5 separate regions of the Sus scrofa genome follow, and regions 1, 3, 4 and 5 are each linked to region 2. A link is a contact called in public Hi-C, HiChIP or PLAC-seq and promoter capture Hi-C data. All regions are on one chromosome and are shown on one strand. The core of a region is the stretch at or near the end of the contact, and the rest is flanking DNA. Distances in the headings are between cores, read along the strand shown. Region 1 holds the start of RPRD2 (regulation of nuclear pre-mRNA domain-containing protein 2). Region 2 holds the start of ENSA (alpha-endosulfine). Region 3 holds the start of PRPF3 (pre-mRNA processing factor 3). Region 4 holds the start of CTSK (cathepsin K). Region 5 holds the start of SETDB1 (histone-lysine N-methyltransferase SETDB1).

Region 1 (2,700 bases), core at 70-2,569, 210 kb before region 2:
AACCACTGTGCCAGGACGGGAACTCTCCAAAGTCTACTTCCTTTTTTTTTTATTTTCAGGGCCACACCCGAGGCATATGGAGGTTCCCAGGCTGGGGGTCTAATAAGAGCTACAGTTGCTGGCCTACACCACAGCCACAGCAACACCAGATCCGAGCCACGTCTGCCACATACACCACAGCTCATGGCAAAGCCAGATTCTTTTATTTTTATTTATTTTATTTTATCTTTTTGTCATTTCTTGGGCCGCTTCCGCAGCATATGGAGGTTCCCAGGCTAGGGGTCTAATCGTAGCTGTAGCAGTGGCTACAGCAACGCGGGATCTGAGCCAAGTCTGTAGCCTACACCACAGCTCATGGCATCGCCGGATCCTTAACCCACTGAGCAAGGCCAGGGATCGAACCCACAACCTCATGGTTCCTAGTCGGATTCACTAACCATTGAGCCACGATGGGAACTCCCAAAGCCAGATTCTTAACCCACTAAGCCAGGCCAGGGAAGGAACACAACAACCTCGTGGTTCCTAGTCAGATTCATTTCTGCTGCTCCGGGGAACTCCCCAAAATCTATTTTCCACACAACAACCAACATGATCTTTTAAAAAGAATGCGATGTAACTTTTCTTCTTAAAAACACTCTGCTTAAAATTGCTCCCCAACTCAACGTTAAAAGCCAAAGTCCTTCCAGTGGCCTTCCAGGGTCTATGTGAACTCTTTTCCTTCATCTCTGAGATCTCATATTCTACCACTTGACGCCTCTCTTACTCTTCTCTAGCCACAGTGGCCTCCTTGTTTTCCCTCTAAGGTATCAAAACATTCCTGTATTAGGTCCTTTACACTTGCTGTTCTGTCTGCCACCATGTTTTCTTCCCCCTTTCCCATATTTGCTTGGTTGCCTTGTTCTCAACATTCACATCAAGTATCACTTACTACCAGAAGCCATCCTTGATCACCAAACTCTCACTCCCATTCTCTTACAGTGTTATATGTGCAGTGCCCTTCCTCTCCCTTACCCTGCTTCATGCTTCTTGAGAGAAATTATTACTTCCTGATATATGTATTTTTTATGGTCTCCTGCCACTAAGCCCTGGAGGGAAGGGACTTTGTCATTTTGCTGTATTCCCCCACGTCTAAAACTGTACTTGACATAAGACGTTCGACAACTTTTTGTTGAATTAACAAATACTAGATTTGAGCTTGACAAAACAGGTTCCTCGCCTCAAGAAACCTGAGTCTACTAGGGAGAGTGAAAGAGTTAAAATACAATAATTACACGTGTTTAGTGGAACACAGGAGCCTCCAAATCTGTCCAGATGATTTACATAGGAAAATGGGATGGCATGGTTAATCTAGGTTGTGCTAATCAATACAATAGATATCTAAGTCTTTTGGAAACTATGTTTCATGCAGTTATGAAACTGTACCATAATTGGTGAAGGTGCGATTACTTCGCCTTTTATTCTTTTCTCGTCTCAAATTCTACAGGGAAATTTTCCGTTTCACTTCATTTACTTCCTTTCCCTATAATCCAACGTCAAGTGGCTGTAAATGGTATTGTCCAAGGAGAGTGTAAAATATTGCTCGGTCTGGGAGTCTGCGTAGTGAATGGCGCAAGGGAGCTGGCGCATGCGCATCGTCTGAGACACGGCAAAATGGCTGCCAGGTACTTTGTCGCGTTCCATGCCCCAAGGAGTTGCCAGCAGCGGCGGCGGCGGTAGCTGCAGGTGCCAGAACGTAACAGTGGCTGCTAAGCGGTGGGAGTTTCTCGGCCCTGTTGTGTGAGCTGGACTGCTCCGAGAGAGACCTCGCTAGGAAGCAAAACGCCGGGTGGAGCGGTGAAGCCCCTCCCCCAACCTCTCCTTAGTTTGACCAACTCCCTCACCCTCCCCTCCAGGTTTCTCCTCCCAACCCGCTACACGCTGGCTTATTGCGCAGGCGCACAAATAATCGGAGTGTCTCCTTAGCCCTTGGGGCTTGTGGGCTTCTGCGCGCGCTTCTCGTTCCTCTCCCTTGATTGGCCAGGTTGCCCCGCCATCACGCCTCCCTCCGCTTTCTAGGTTGAGAAGGAAGCGGGGGGGCGGAGCCAAGCAGCGCGTGCGCGATACTGTTGCTGTCCCTTTGCTGCTATTGCGTTGCAAAAAAAATCCTGACTAGGTAGCCTTGGGCCTTTCCTGTGTTAGAGGACCTAAAGGGGAGAGAGATTTCTGCAGCTGAAGGGGCAGTCGGGTAGTATTAACTGTAAGATATTAACGCCCGTTCTTAGAGGAGTGTGGGGAAGGGGCTTAAGCATTGAGAGCCGAAGAGTATAAAACCATTAATTTCTGGGCCAGGCGTTTAGAAAAGGCTTTGCAGGACGTGTTTTCTGCGTTTCTTCCGAGATTACTGACTGGTTTAAACACAATCCTTTGAACAATTTTGATAAACCTTCGAAACCCGCAGCCCCTCCTTGCAACGTGTAGGAGCCACCAGCGTGCCCAGCAGCTGGTCCTCCCGTCCTACCTCCAGAAGAGCCTAGCGCGTGCACCATCTCCACCCCCTGGCCTCCCTCCCCACCTGCGGCTTTCACGCACTCGCAGTGATTGTTTTGCCGGCTCCCGCCGCCGCCGCCGCCGCCGCCGCGGCCGCCAGAGGAGCAGCAGCGCTTGTGCAAACTGGGAAGATGGCGGCCGGCGGCGGCGGAGGCAGCAGTAAGGCCTCCTCCT
Region 2 (2,700 bases), core at 157-2,656:
AAAGTCTCTCTTTGGAGGAGCATAACTCTGTGGCCTTCTCCAGAAATCTTCACCTTAGTAACAAGACAGCATTGCTTCAGCAATTCCATAAACATTGTCATAGGAAGGTGACAAGTAAACGGATTAAAATGACAGTTTTTAACTTCAGGAAAATCATGATACAGTAGGTCCACTAGCATTTACCCACCAGCTTTGCTAAAAAATCAACATCTTTCCTAGTGGGGCAAGTGATGGAAGTTTGGGTAACATGCCAAGAGCCCAATTAGCTTGCAGGGGCTCTTACTGCGTTGTTACTCTTCTTACTTTTCGTGGGCCCTGCTGCCCTTTTCTTTAGTGACTTTTCAAAAAAGATTTGAAGCCAATCTGTGGCTCTTTTTAAAATGGATTTACTTTCACTTCTCTTGGAAAACTGGCAGATACAACACCAGGTATATATCATGAATCCCCGAGTCCAATACTAAATGTTATGTCAAATACAAATCTCCAAAGAGGTTGACGTGTTTTCATCGCATAACTGCGGGTGAACTAAGTCCCCCTGAGTTGGAAGTCTGGGGAGAATATTGTGGCGTCTTTCTTTGTCATTACTGTCTCGGTGTCTTTTCTAGGATTAACCTCCGTGATTCTGTTCAGAGCCCTAGTCCTCTTCAATCTTATTCGGTCTTCTTTGAAGGTGGGCAACAGGCCATCCCCAGTGGTCAAAATAGGTCTCTCGAGAAAGTTGCTGTCTTAAACTAGCCATGATAATAATTCCGCTTCTCCCTTCTCCCAATGTGGTCCTTTTTAAACTTCTTTCCCTCGACCTGTATCTTCTGAGGATTTAGAATGCGGGCCCCTGCCTAGATGTTGGGTCATTTTACCCCTACTAACCAGTAACACACAGAATCCTGGGACCACCAGCCCCCTTTCATTCACCGAGTCTTTCCAAACACCCGCCCCGCGCCCAGGCTCGGCCAATTATAGTACAGCTCCAAAGGGCTGAGCCGAAGACCCATTGGCCAATCAGAAAGGTTACAACACTGAATGACAAGCCACCCAACTAACCAGCGCCAAAGCAGCAGGCCTTGTTGAGGCTCACCCTGCACGACGCAAGAAGCGGCCAACCCCTGCAGAGCCGGAGACCATGGCGACCAATCCGCACCGGTGGGAGATCGTCTCCCGCCCCATCACGGTCGCCCAGCTTGCCCGCCCGCACCCCCTCCATTTCACCTGCTTCTCCTCGCCGGTCTCCTCCGAAGGGTTCTCTTCTTGTTTCTGGGACATGGCGGGGCCGGGACTGTGGAGTGTAGGGGACCCGGGAAGTCAACTGGAGAAGGGAAGGGGGAGGGGACACGGGACAACCTGCGCGGCTTGTTCGGCTCCTGTCACTAGGGTTGCTCAGTCAAAATGGCGGCTCTTGCCTGTGACGTTATGACCGCCCCTTCATGTGCGAGCCAATGGGAGCAGGATAGATGGGGCAATGACGTAACGATCTACCAATAGTTGCTAGCTAAATGTGGGGTCTGTGGAAGCGACGGGCAAGCTGGAAGGCCAATCTGCCAAGGGAATGAACCACAGGGACCAATTGGAAACCCGTGGGGGCTGTTAGGGGGCGGTACGGCTAGGTTTTTTTTTTTTTTTTTTTTTTTTTTTTGCTGCTCTGGTGGGGTCAGGCTTCCTCCGCTCCACCGCCCCGCGCGCAGTAGGCTTTGCTGGGCTTCAAAATGCAGGGCGAGAGGATGTAAGCCTTTTATTGTCAGTTAAAGAGGATTAAACTTTGCTCAGTGTTAGCAGAAAATGATCAATCTCCAGAAATTAATTTAGAGGTCAGAGTGGACTTTAAAGTGGTACTCCACACTACTCCAGTGTGTCACTTGCCATGTGGAGAGACTGAGTCGCCTTGCAGAACACAGATGGCTTACATTCCGTGGTTTTACTTTTATGTACAGTTTTTTTTACTTGTTCAGGGTCGTCCCATGAAGAATAAGCTTCTTTTGAAACAACAAATGTCTAGGTACATGGTAAACATTTAGTAAATACAGTTAACACTTGCTAACCTATCCTGGGTCAGAGTTCAACCGTATTTTTTTAGCATCTGTAGATGGCACTGTATTGTTTTTACAGGGGATACATATGTAGTAAGGCAGTGTCTGCTCTAGAAAGCTTAGTTTAGTGGGCATGTGGGGAGGGTTAGGTTTTTCACAGAGTGCCAGGTGTACCCTAAATCCTTGAGGTTAAATAGACATATCTTCCTAGAGTGTTGGTCAAAAAGCATATTTAAGTATTAAAACAGTCTAATAATAACACTGAAAAATTCACATTAAAATTTAATTTTGGGGTTCCTGTTGTGGCTCAGTGGTAACAAACCTGACCAGGATCCATGAGGATGCGGGTTCGATCCCTAGCCTCACTCAGTGGGTTAAAGATCCGGGGTTGCTGTGATCTGTGGTGTAGGTCGCAGATATAGCTCAGACCCCACATTGCTGTGGCTGTGGCATAGGCTGGCAGCTAAAGCTCGGATCCAACCCCTAGCATAGGAAGTTCCGTGGGCAGTGGGTGTGGCCCTAAAAAAAAATTAATATTCCAGGCAGCCTATTGTGACAGCCCTGGGGCTTTCCGTTCATTTTTTCTGTATAATTAGATATACTTCTAATGGAAAAGTTTGAGAAGCATAGAAAACACAGCTTTTATCATATGAGGCAAAGTCTGGTCAGCATTAAAATA
Region 3 (2,700 bases), core at 105-2,604, 240 kb before region 2:
AACCCACTGTGCCAGGCCAGGGATCAAACTTGCATCCCAACACTGCAGAGATGCTGTGATCCTGTTGGGCCACAGTGGGAACTTCATGAGTTTAGCTTTATATAAGTTCTTTACTGAGGGAGACACAGGTTTAAGAAGCACTTGAATCGTGTTCTGCTGGACTACAAAATTGGGGAGGCTTACAAGCTTACAGGTAGTTAAATAAGTTGTTTATTAAAAATTATAATTGGAGGAATTATAATTGGGGTTAAGAACTAGTATCCACGAGGATGTGGGTTTGATCCCACATCAAACTGGCCTTGCTCAGTGGGTTAAGGATCCAGTGTTGCAGCAAGCTGCAGTGTAGAACACAGGTGCGGCTCAGATCCAGTGTGGCTGTGGCTGTGGCACAGACCAGCAGGTGCAGCTCCGATTCAACCTCTAGACCAGCAACTTCTGTATTCTGCAAGTTAGGCCGTAAAAAGGAAGAAAAAAAAAGAAAAGAATTATAATTGGAGCTGGCAAGAAGTAAAGGTGCTTGTTAGGTAAGGATTAGTTGAGGACCAAAATGGTTGATTAGGAATTCCTGTCCTGGCTCAGCGAGTAAAGAACCCCACTAGTATCCATGAGAACACAGGTTCCATCCCTGGCCTTGCCCAGTGGATTAAGGAGCCAGTGTTGCCCTGAGCTGTGGTGTAGGTCACAGTCCTAGCTCTGATTCTGCGTGGCTGTGGCATAGGCCAGAAGCTGCAGCTCTGATTCAACCCCTAACCCGAATTTATATATGCTGCAGGTGGGGCCTAAAAAGTACTAGACTGCCAGCAATTATTTGTTTTGCGAATGAATGGAAGAAAGAAACAAAGGTGTGTGAGAGGGTACTATCTTCAGACTCCTCCCACACTAGTCGGTTTTCTGGGTCTCTTGGCACCACTGTTAAGGACAAAGGCTAAGGAGAGAGTGGTTAATACTAACGATCACTACTCTGAAGTTTACTTCCTACCAGAAAGTCCAGGTTTAGCCCAAACGCAGAAGCTCTGCTTTTAGTTCTAGCCATAGCCTTAGCGCACTTATTCTCCACGGGAATACTACAAGCAGCTCAATTTATGCTTCAGGTAACATTAATTTTGCGCTAATGTAGTTAACAGGTTTAGCACGGGGAACCGAAGGAGCCAAGTAGCTTGCCGGGGGAAATCGTTACGGCTCCGCCACGCATGCGCTCCGCCGCGGAAAAGTAGCTACTACGGCTGCGCGAACCGGGGCCCCGCCCTCTTTCGTCACAAGTTGTGGGACCGTGGCGAGGCAGCAGCCGTGGCGGTAGCGACGGCAGGCCGTAGGGCGGTCGGAGGGTTTCCGGTTCCGGTGTAACGTTCGGGCTCCGTCTCAGGGGCTGAAGTTTGTGAGGTGAGTAGTGGCCCCGGGCCCAGAGAGGGTATGCTCGGGTCCTAGCGGCTGGGGCTAAGTTTCAGTCCAAAGGGAGGACCGAGGCGGGAGGTTCAACAGAAAGGAGGCTGAGGAAAGAACCAGGTTCTGTGCGAGAACGGGTTGGAATGAGATTGTTGAGAGGAAAAGGGCGGGGGCGGGAAAGGGACAGGGTGAGGAGACTACCTCTGAGATGAGTTTGGGTAGAACAAGGTGGGGAAAGGGTCCGGTCAGAGAGATGGAGAGAGCAAAAAGCAAAGGATAGGGTTTAAGGGAGGAAATTCGACTTGTAGCAAAGAAGAGCACGAAGTAAGGAATTCCTTCAGAAGATTAGATTCTGCTACCTGCTCATTGAGATCATTCTGCCTTCCTCTCTCTCCCTCCACACCGTAACCACCCCCACCCCGCCCCACGCAGTTATTGTTGAACGTCTGATTAATGACAAAGCTAGTTACTATTTGGAAGTTTGATTTTTGCCCACTGACTGTTTAGTCTGCACGTTATATTATGGAGGGAATGGGTTGAAATTGAGTACATAAGTATAGTGCTTGGGCATACGGTTCGTTTATAGAGTGGTACCCCGTTTATTGCTTTGGATTTTCAAACGGCTTAAACTTTCTAATCTATGATTCAGTTCTAGTGGAATATAAGCCCTCTAAGGTGAGGATTCTTGTCTCTTTTGTTCACTGTTGTATGTATCCTTGGCAGTATCCCACTACATTAACACTTAGTTGTTGTGCAGTAAATACTTACTGAATGAATTAAGTGCCAGATAGCTATGGCAGTTGTCCTCCTTTTGTAAGATGAATGAACTGAGGCTCAGAGGAATTGCTTGACAGAAGGTTAGTAAATGGAAGAGCTCTTTCTTCACTCCCTATGTTGTCTGAATACCCTTCTTTTGAGCATTGAACAGTTAGCATGTTGAAATTGATAAGCTATAGTGCTGTCTCATGATGGGTAAATAGAGCCATCATAGATTTATTATATAACATGTCAGTAAGACACAAAATCTTTTACTCCTAGTTTCATGACTTCACTAGCTTCATATGGTTATACCAAAATTAAATACACTGTTTAGCAACAGGTCTTATAGAGGATAAACCTACCAAGAATGCAGAAGTTAATTAGACTGTACCGGAGTTCTTGTCGTGGCTCAGTGGTTAACGAATCCGACTAGGAACCATGAGGTTGTGGGTTCGATCCCTGGCCTTGCTCAGTGGGTTGAGGATCCGGCGTTGCCGTGAGCTGTGGTGTAGGTCGCAGACTCGGCTCGGATCCCACGTTGCTGTGGCTCTAGCGTAG
Region 4 (2,700 bases), core at 160-2,659, 130 kb after region 2:
CCCTGGGATGCAGGTTCAATCCCAGGCCAGGCACAGTAGGTTAAGGATCTGGCATTGCTGCAGCTGCGGCTCAGGTCAGGTCTGATCTCTGGCCAGGGACCTCCACATGTCACAGGACAGCCAAAAAAAAAAAAAATGCTGATGAGTTAAATAACAGAATAGGCTTTATTTATTCTCTTAGCAGGGGAAGAGGTAAATTAATTCTTTGCCCTCTCTCCTGGTGTCCTCCTACCTTAAGATAAAGAAACAGAAAAAGGAAGCAGTCATGCCAGCTTATATACTCACACCCAAGAAAAAAGAGGGTACCTGGTTTTTGACAGGAGTAACATATCCTTTCTTCCGATAATCAATAGAGTCTGGGGTTCTGCCTTCCCAGTCTGGGATATAAAGGGTGTCATTACTGCGGGAATGAGAGGGGGGTACTTTGAGTCCAGTCATCTTCTGAACCACTTCTTCACTGGTCTGGTACAAAGAAGAAAGAAGCCAGGCATAAGAAAGGAACCAAGGCAAACAGGGCAGATAGACCAGGAGCTGAGGCTCAACTCACCATATCGCCCAAGTGGTTCATGGCCAGTTCATACGTATGAACCCCAAGAGAGGCCTCAAGATTATGGATGGAAATATGCTTCAGGTTTTTTTCCCAAATTAAACGCCGAGAGATTTCATCCACCTACACAGAGCATTGTCAGTATTGGCATAGACTGTATCCTGTGTAGAAAGTTACATACCTAATACCATGCAGGTTTTTAGGAGAAGAGATTAAATTTAAAATCACAGAAGTTTACAATCTAGTTGGGGAAATAATCATGGGATTGAGAGCATACAAAGAGAAATACGTAAACAAATGCAAATAATAGGATACAAACCTCTAGAGAGATGTATAGAAAAAAAAAAAAACTGCTTACGGATTAATCGCATTAATCTGAGAAGCCTTCCCGAAAGAGAAATATAAGGCAGTTATAAAGAAAAGGAAGGGTAAGACTTGATGGAGGGTGAATAGAGGATTAGGAATGGAAAGTATATGTTAAGGAGTTCCCTGGTGGCCTAGTGGTTAAGGATCCAGCATTGTCACTGCCATGATACAGTTTCAATCCCTGGCCCACAGGACTTCCACATGCCACAGGTGTGGCCAAAAAGAGAAAAGTGTATGTTAATAGTCAGGGAACAGGGGCAGATTTGCTTGAGGTAATTAAGGTATTGGGTTGAGGAAGGGAGTCTGGAACCTAGGATTGGAGGTCTCAGGTTCCAGCCCTCCCACCATGTTCCCCTCCAGGTTCCCAGGCACCTTGCTGTTATACTGCTTCCTGTAGGTCTTCTTCCATAGCTCCCACTGGGTATCCAGTATCTCCTCAGGGTATAGAGCAGAGCTCATCACAGGCAGCAGTAGTACAACCTTGAGCCCCCACATCCTGGGGGAAGGAGATAATTAGGGGAGACACTTCTATTTGCCAAGGGGTTCCTAACCTGGCTTGGGAATGAGGAAATAGCTGGAACCATATTCTCAGACCAGTAATTCTTAATCTTTAGGTCACAGACTTCCATGAGAAGCTAACAAAAATTTGCAACCCACTGTAGTCCCTCTCACCAGAAAAATGAATGCACACACAATAATTCTGGGGAGTTTATGAACCCAAAGTTAAAAACCCCTTTCTCTGAAACATGAGGCAGAAGAAAACTAGGCTTTGTAAGGAAAGCAGAAAAATTGAGGGTGATTTCCATATGATAAAACAAACAGTGATAGGAAGGGTCTGGGTTTGGATGGAGTGCTGATACCTCTGGTTCCAAGTACTTTGACCTAGGAAGATTCCACACACACACACTTGCACAGACAACCAGAAAAGGTTTAGAAAATGGACAATCAGGATGAGCACAAAAACTGCTCCAATGTCCATGCAGACTTGAAGGAGATGGAAAAAACAAATGCAGGATGGGATGAATGGGTTGGAGAATATACACAAAGGAGAGATTTCCAGCTAAGTTTTTGCTTCCTGATCATTTCTAGGCATTCTTTTGTTCTTTGCCTAAATTCTGATGCTTCTGATCTTACCAGGAGAGGACAAGGGAAATTTTGACAGCATTTCCTTTTCTCTCTCAGGTGTATTCTGTCTTCTTAGGTATTTCTTCCTCCTTTCTCTTCAGGAAACTGTCCTAATCTCAACCAGCTGCTGTGGGCAGGAAAGCTTTTCTTTCTTTTTCGACCAAAACCCCTACAAAACCCTCTGCATCTGCCTCACAGGACAAAAAACCTCAGAACCAAAGTTTGCTAGAAGAACGTTAGACAGAAAAGGAATGTTCTATGATCATTAGAGACACAGCTTTTCAGAAGTTTAGCTTCATTCACTTCTTGTGGTGGCTTGTAATTATGTGTCCTCCATTTTAAGCGCAAGTTAGTCTGTAGCAAGTCACACAGCTTGCATAATTTTCAAATTACGTCCATTTTTGTGCGATCTTTGCAAACTGACAAAATGTCCAGCACAACATTTAGTATCTGGAGTATTAAGGGGCACTGAAATGTCTTGAAGAGTAGGAAGTACTGAGCTACCACCTCCCAAACCTCTCTTCCTGTTAGTAAATTAACCCTTTGATATCTTTGGCCCAAACAAAAACCCCAAGAGGCCACTCTTTGAGGGTTGGGCAAAGGATCCTCTATATTTTTTGCTTTCACTAGCAACCACATATACGTATTTACAAATCATAAAA
Region 5 (2,700 bases), core at 50-2,549, 230 kb after region 2:
GGGGTTTTTTTAGGGCTGCACCCATGGCATAGAGAAGTTCCCCGGCTAGGGGTTCAACTGGAGCTACAGCTGCCAGCTTCCACCACAGCCACAGCAGCGCCAGATCTGAGCCACATTTGTGACCTGCACCACAACTCACAAAGCCAGATACCTAACCCACTGAGCGAGGCCAGGGATCAAACCCACTTCCTCATGGATACTAGTCGGGTTCATTACTGCTGAGCCATGTCGGGAACTCCAACACTGATTTTTTTATTTTATTTTATTTTATTTGTCTTTTTGTCTTTTCCAGGGCCACACCGGCAACATATGGATGTCCCCAGGCTAGGGGTCTAATCAGGGCTGTAGCTGCTGTCCTACACCAGAGCCACAGCAATGCTAGATCCAAGCTGCGTCTGAGACCTACACCACAGCTCACCACAATGTGGGATCCTTAACCCACTGAGTGGGGCCAGGGATCAAACCCGAAGTTTCATGGTTCTTAGTTGGATTCGTTAACCACTGAGCCACTACGGGAACTCCCCAGGTTTATATATTTTTTTAATGAAGTTAGGTGCAGTTAGTGTAAAGATAGCTGGGCAGATTAAAGCAATGACGAGATTCCGTGGTAGTCAACAGTGCTGATTCATCAAATACATCTGGTTCTCCCTCCCTGGAGTGAATGTTCTTCCTGGCCCCTCTGTGTTTGGGTAGGGCCTTATGACTCATTTCCAACCAATGAGTTGTAAATTAAAGTGCCCAGAGTCACTTTAATTGCCAGCGCGAGACCCTCTAGCGTTCTCTCATTATGGCAGGGCAACTCATCCGCCTGGGTTTCTAAGTAGCTCCACAGCGACCCCAGCTGCCCCAGCTGGATTCCTAACCCAGGATTCTTAACACATTGAGCCTCAGGGGGAACTCCATTTTAATGTTTATTGCTGAGTGATTTGTAGTGGCTAAAAACTGAAAACTAGATTTCAAAATATGGGTTATTATGTCATATTATGAAATATTGTGCAACTGCCAAAAAGACAACTTTTCATCCTTTTTGGCTCTTGGCAATACTGCCACCACTTGGAGTGGTGGAAGAGGCGGAGCTTCTGCAATGCACCCCAGGCCACGCCTACTTTAGCCAGACTCTTCTCACGTGTGCTCCGGGAGGCTCCGCTTTGACGCATGCGTATTAGGCGGCGTTTCTCACCCTTTTAGGGGCGCCCTGCCTCTTTGAATTTGACCCCGTCAGGCTACCGTCGTGGCGACCGGAACAGCGCCTCAGGTTTGCTTCCGGCGTCTTTTTTTTTTTTTTTTTTTTTTTCTTCCCCTTCCCTCCCTCACGCTTCTTCCCCTCCCCCTGCTCCCTTTTCCCTTCGGTTTCGTTCTTTCCTACCGAGGCCGACCCCTGAATCGTGGGGTCTGGTCGGTGAGAAAGAGCCATCGTAGCTGGAAGCAGGGAGGTGTGGGAAACACTGTTAATTGAGGTATTTGGAGACCAAGGGCTTATCTCGAATGGTTTGTTTGTGGTGGGAGGTCGGGTGAGGATGGGTAGGAAGTCTTCCCTGAGAGACTATCGGGGGCGGGGTTGAGCTGGGTTCGCGGGTGGGTGGGACGCACCCCTAAAATGAGTAACACGGGGGTGGGGCGGCGTGTGGGCAAAAGAAAAATGGAGACGGTGAAAATTGGCACTGGGGTCGCGCGGCATTCTGGCGTCAGTTTTGTTTGAACCGTTTGATCAGGAAAGCAGTTAACACCAAAGTGTGGGGGCGTTTGAATTGACGATTTGAGGCAGCCACATTTTTTATTCCCAAATTGTTTTATTTCTTTTCACTTTGGGGAAACCTCTTTGCTGCAAGCTTTTGTCTGCTTAAGTATTACAGACTTTTTAAAAATGTAAATTGCCATGTGAAAGCAAAGTAATGTAGGGGGAAAAGTAATTAAAAAGAAATTATTGAGTTACAGACCAAATCCTCTGCTCCAGGTGGGGATATTTACTCAGGTTAGTCATGGTGTGCAAACAGGGATATATCAAATTAGTTAATTAAAGAACACAGGTCACAGAAATCTCTTCGATATGTTGATTCTCTTCAGTTTCCTAAAACATTTTAGATAGCTCCCTGTTGCGTAATATGTGTTCTCCACGCCCTCTCAAACTTTTTCGTTTTATTCAGGTCTGTAGTCTAGCCTGCAAGAGGTGAGAACTGCAAAATCTCAGCTTCAGACACTGGAGAATGGGGAGAAAGAACATGGAATCAAACCTACCTATATATATTTGAGTAACAAATAGCAGAGTAGAAATGAGTTTTGTTAGGTCACTGAAATTCTGTATTGTCGTTATAGTAATTTTAGTTTCCTGCTCTCTATATAGAGGACAACAGTATGTCCTCCCTCCCTGGGTGCATTGGTTTGGATGCAGCAGCAGCTGCAATGGAGTCTGAAGAAATTGCAGAGCTGCAACAGGCAGTCGTTGAGGAACTGGGTATCTCTATGGAAGAACTTCGACAGTTCATTGATGAAGAATTGGAAAAGATGGACTGTGTACAGCAGCGCAAGAAGCAACTAGCAGAGTTGGAGACTTGGGTAATACAGAAGGAATCCGAGGTGGCCCATGTTGACCAGCTCTTTGATGATGCATCCAAGTAAGGACCTTTTGAGAAATAGAAGGAAATCTGTCCATAATTATTGATGACATTGTGCACTTTATACTTCAGAAGGTACAGATGTGTA

What was found. Promoter capture Hi-C pulls out the DNA fragments that hold promoters and counts their contacts. Hi-C and Micro-C count contacts between places; a contact is called where the count stands out from the background. HiChIP or PLAC-seq counts read pairs in DNA pulled down with a chosen protein or histone mark.
Region 1: a contact with region 2 is called in a Hi-C map of skeletal muscle, with 1.8 times the contacts expected there. The contact joins the promoter of RPRD2 here to the promoter of ENSA in region 2. A contact is called at or near these places in 2 of 47 Hi-C or Micro-C datasets (embryonic fibroblasts and skeletal muscle) and 1 of 2 datasets of contacts at active chromatin or transcription factors (alveolar macrophages).
Region 3: a contact with region 2 is called in a promoter capture Hi-C map of liver, with 2.0 times the contacts expected there. The contact joins the promoter of PRPF3 here to the promoter of ENSA in region 2. A contact is called at or near these places in 2 of 5 promoter capture datasets (fetal liver and liver), 1 of 47 Hi-C or Micro-C datasets (embryonic fibroblasts) and 1 of 2 datasets of contacts at active chromatin or transcription factors (alveolar macrophages).
Region 4: an H3K27ac HiChIP or PLAC-seq map of alveolar macrophages shows a contact between it and region 2. The contact joins the promoter of CTSK here to the promoter of ENSA in region 2. A contact is called at or near these places in 1 of 5 promoter capture datasets (fetal liver), 2 of 47 Hi-C or Micro-C datasets (embryonic fibroblasts and epiblast stem cells) and 2 of 2 datasets of contacts at active chromatin or transcription factors (alveolar macrophages and skeletal muscle).
Region 5: a contact with region 2 is called in a promoter capture Hi-C map of fetal liver, with 2.9 times the contacts expected there. The contact joins the promoter of SETDB1 here to the promoter of ENSA in region 2. A contact is called at or near these places in 2 of 5 promoter capture datasets (fetal liver and liver), 13 of 47 Hi-C or Micro-C datasets (alveolar macrophages, blood, brain and 8 more) and 2 of 2 datasets of contacts at active chromatin or transcription factors (alveolar macrophages and skeletal muscle).

Annotation. Positions count from the first base shown.
Region 1 is chr4:98,733,225-98,735,924 of Sscrofa11.1, reverse strand. RPRD2 (regulation of nuclear pre-mRNA domain-containing protein 2) reads left to right here and starts at 1,319. Exons shown (of 11, transcript XM_013988087.2): 1 at 1,319-2,700. The coding sequence starts at 2,658.
Region 2 is chr4:98,526,608-98,529,307 of Sscrofa11.1, reverse strand. It overlaps ENSA (alpha-endosulfine), which reads right to left and starts at 1,406. Exons shown (of 4, transcript XM_021089895.1): 1 at 1,207-1,406. The coding sequence starts at 1,260.
Region 3 is chr4:98,770,285-98,772,984 of Sscrofa11.1, reverse strand. It overlaps PRPF3 (pre-mRNA processing factor 3), which reads left to right and starts at 1,354. Exons shown (of 16, transcript NM_001135965.1): 1 at 1,354-1,380. It overlaps LOC110260326 (a long non-coding RNA gene), which reads right to left and starts at 1,212. Exons shown (of 2, transcript XR_002343444.1): 1 at 980-1,212; 2 at 191-442.
Region 4 is chr4:98,391,735-98,394,434 of Sscrofa11.1, reverse strand. CTSK (cathepsin K) reads right to left here and starts at 1,409. Exons shown (of 7, transcript NM_214302.1): 1 at 1,286-1,409; 2 at 548-670; 3 at 307-462. The coding sequence starts at 1,408.
Region 5 is chr4:98,291,669-98,294,368 of Sscrofa11.1, reverse strand. SETDB1 (histone-lysine N-methyltransferase SETDB1) reads left to right here and starts at 1,299. Exons shown (of 22, transcript XM_005663488.3): 1 at 1,299-1,457; 2 at 2,342-2,612. The coding sequence starts at 2,353.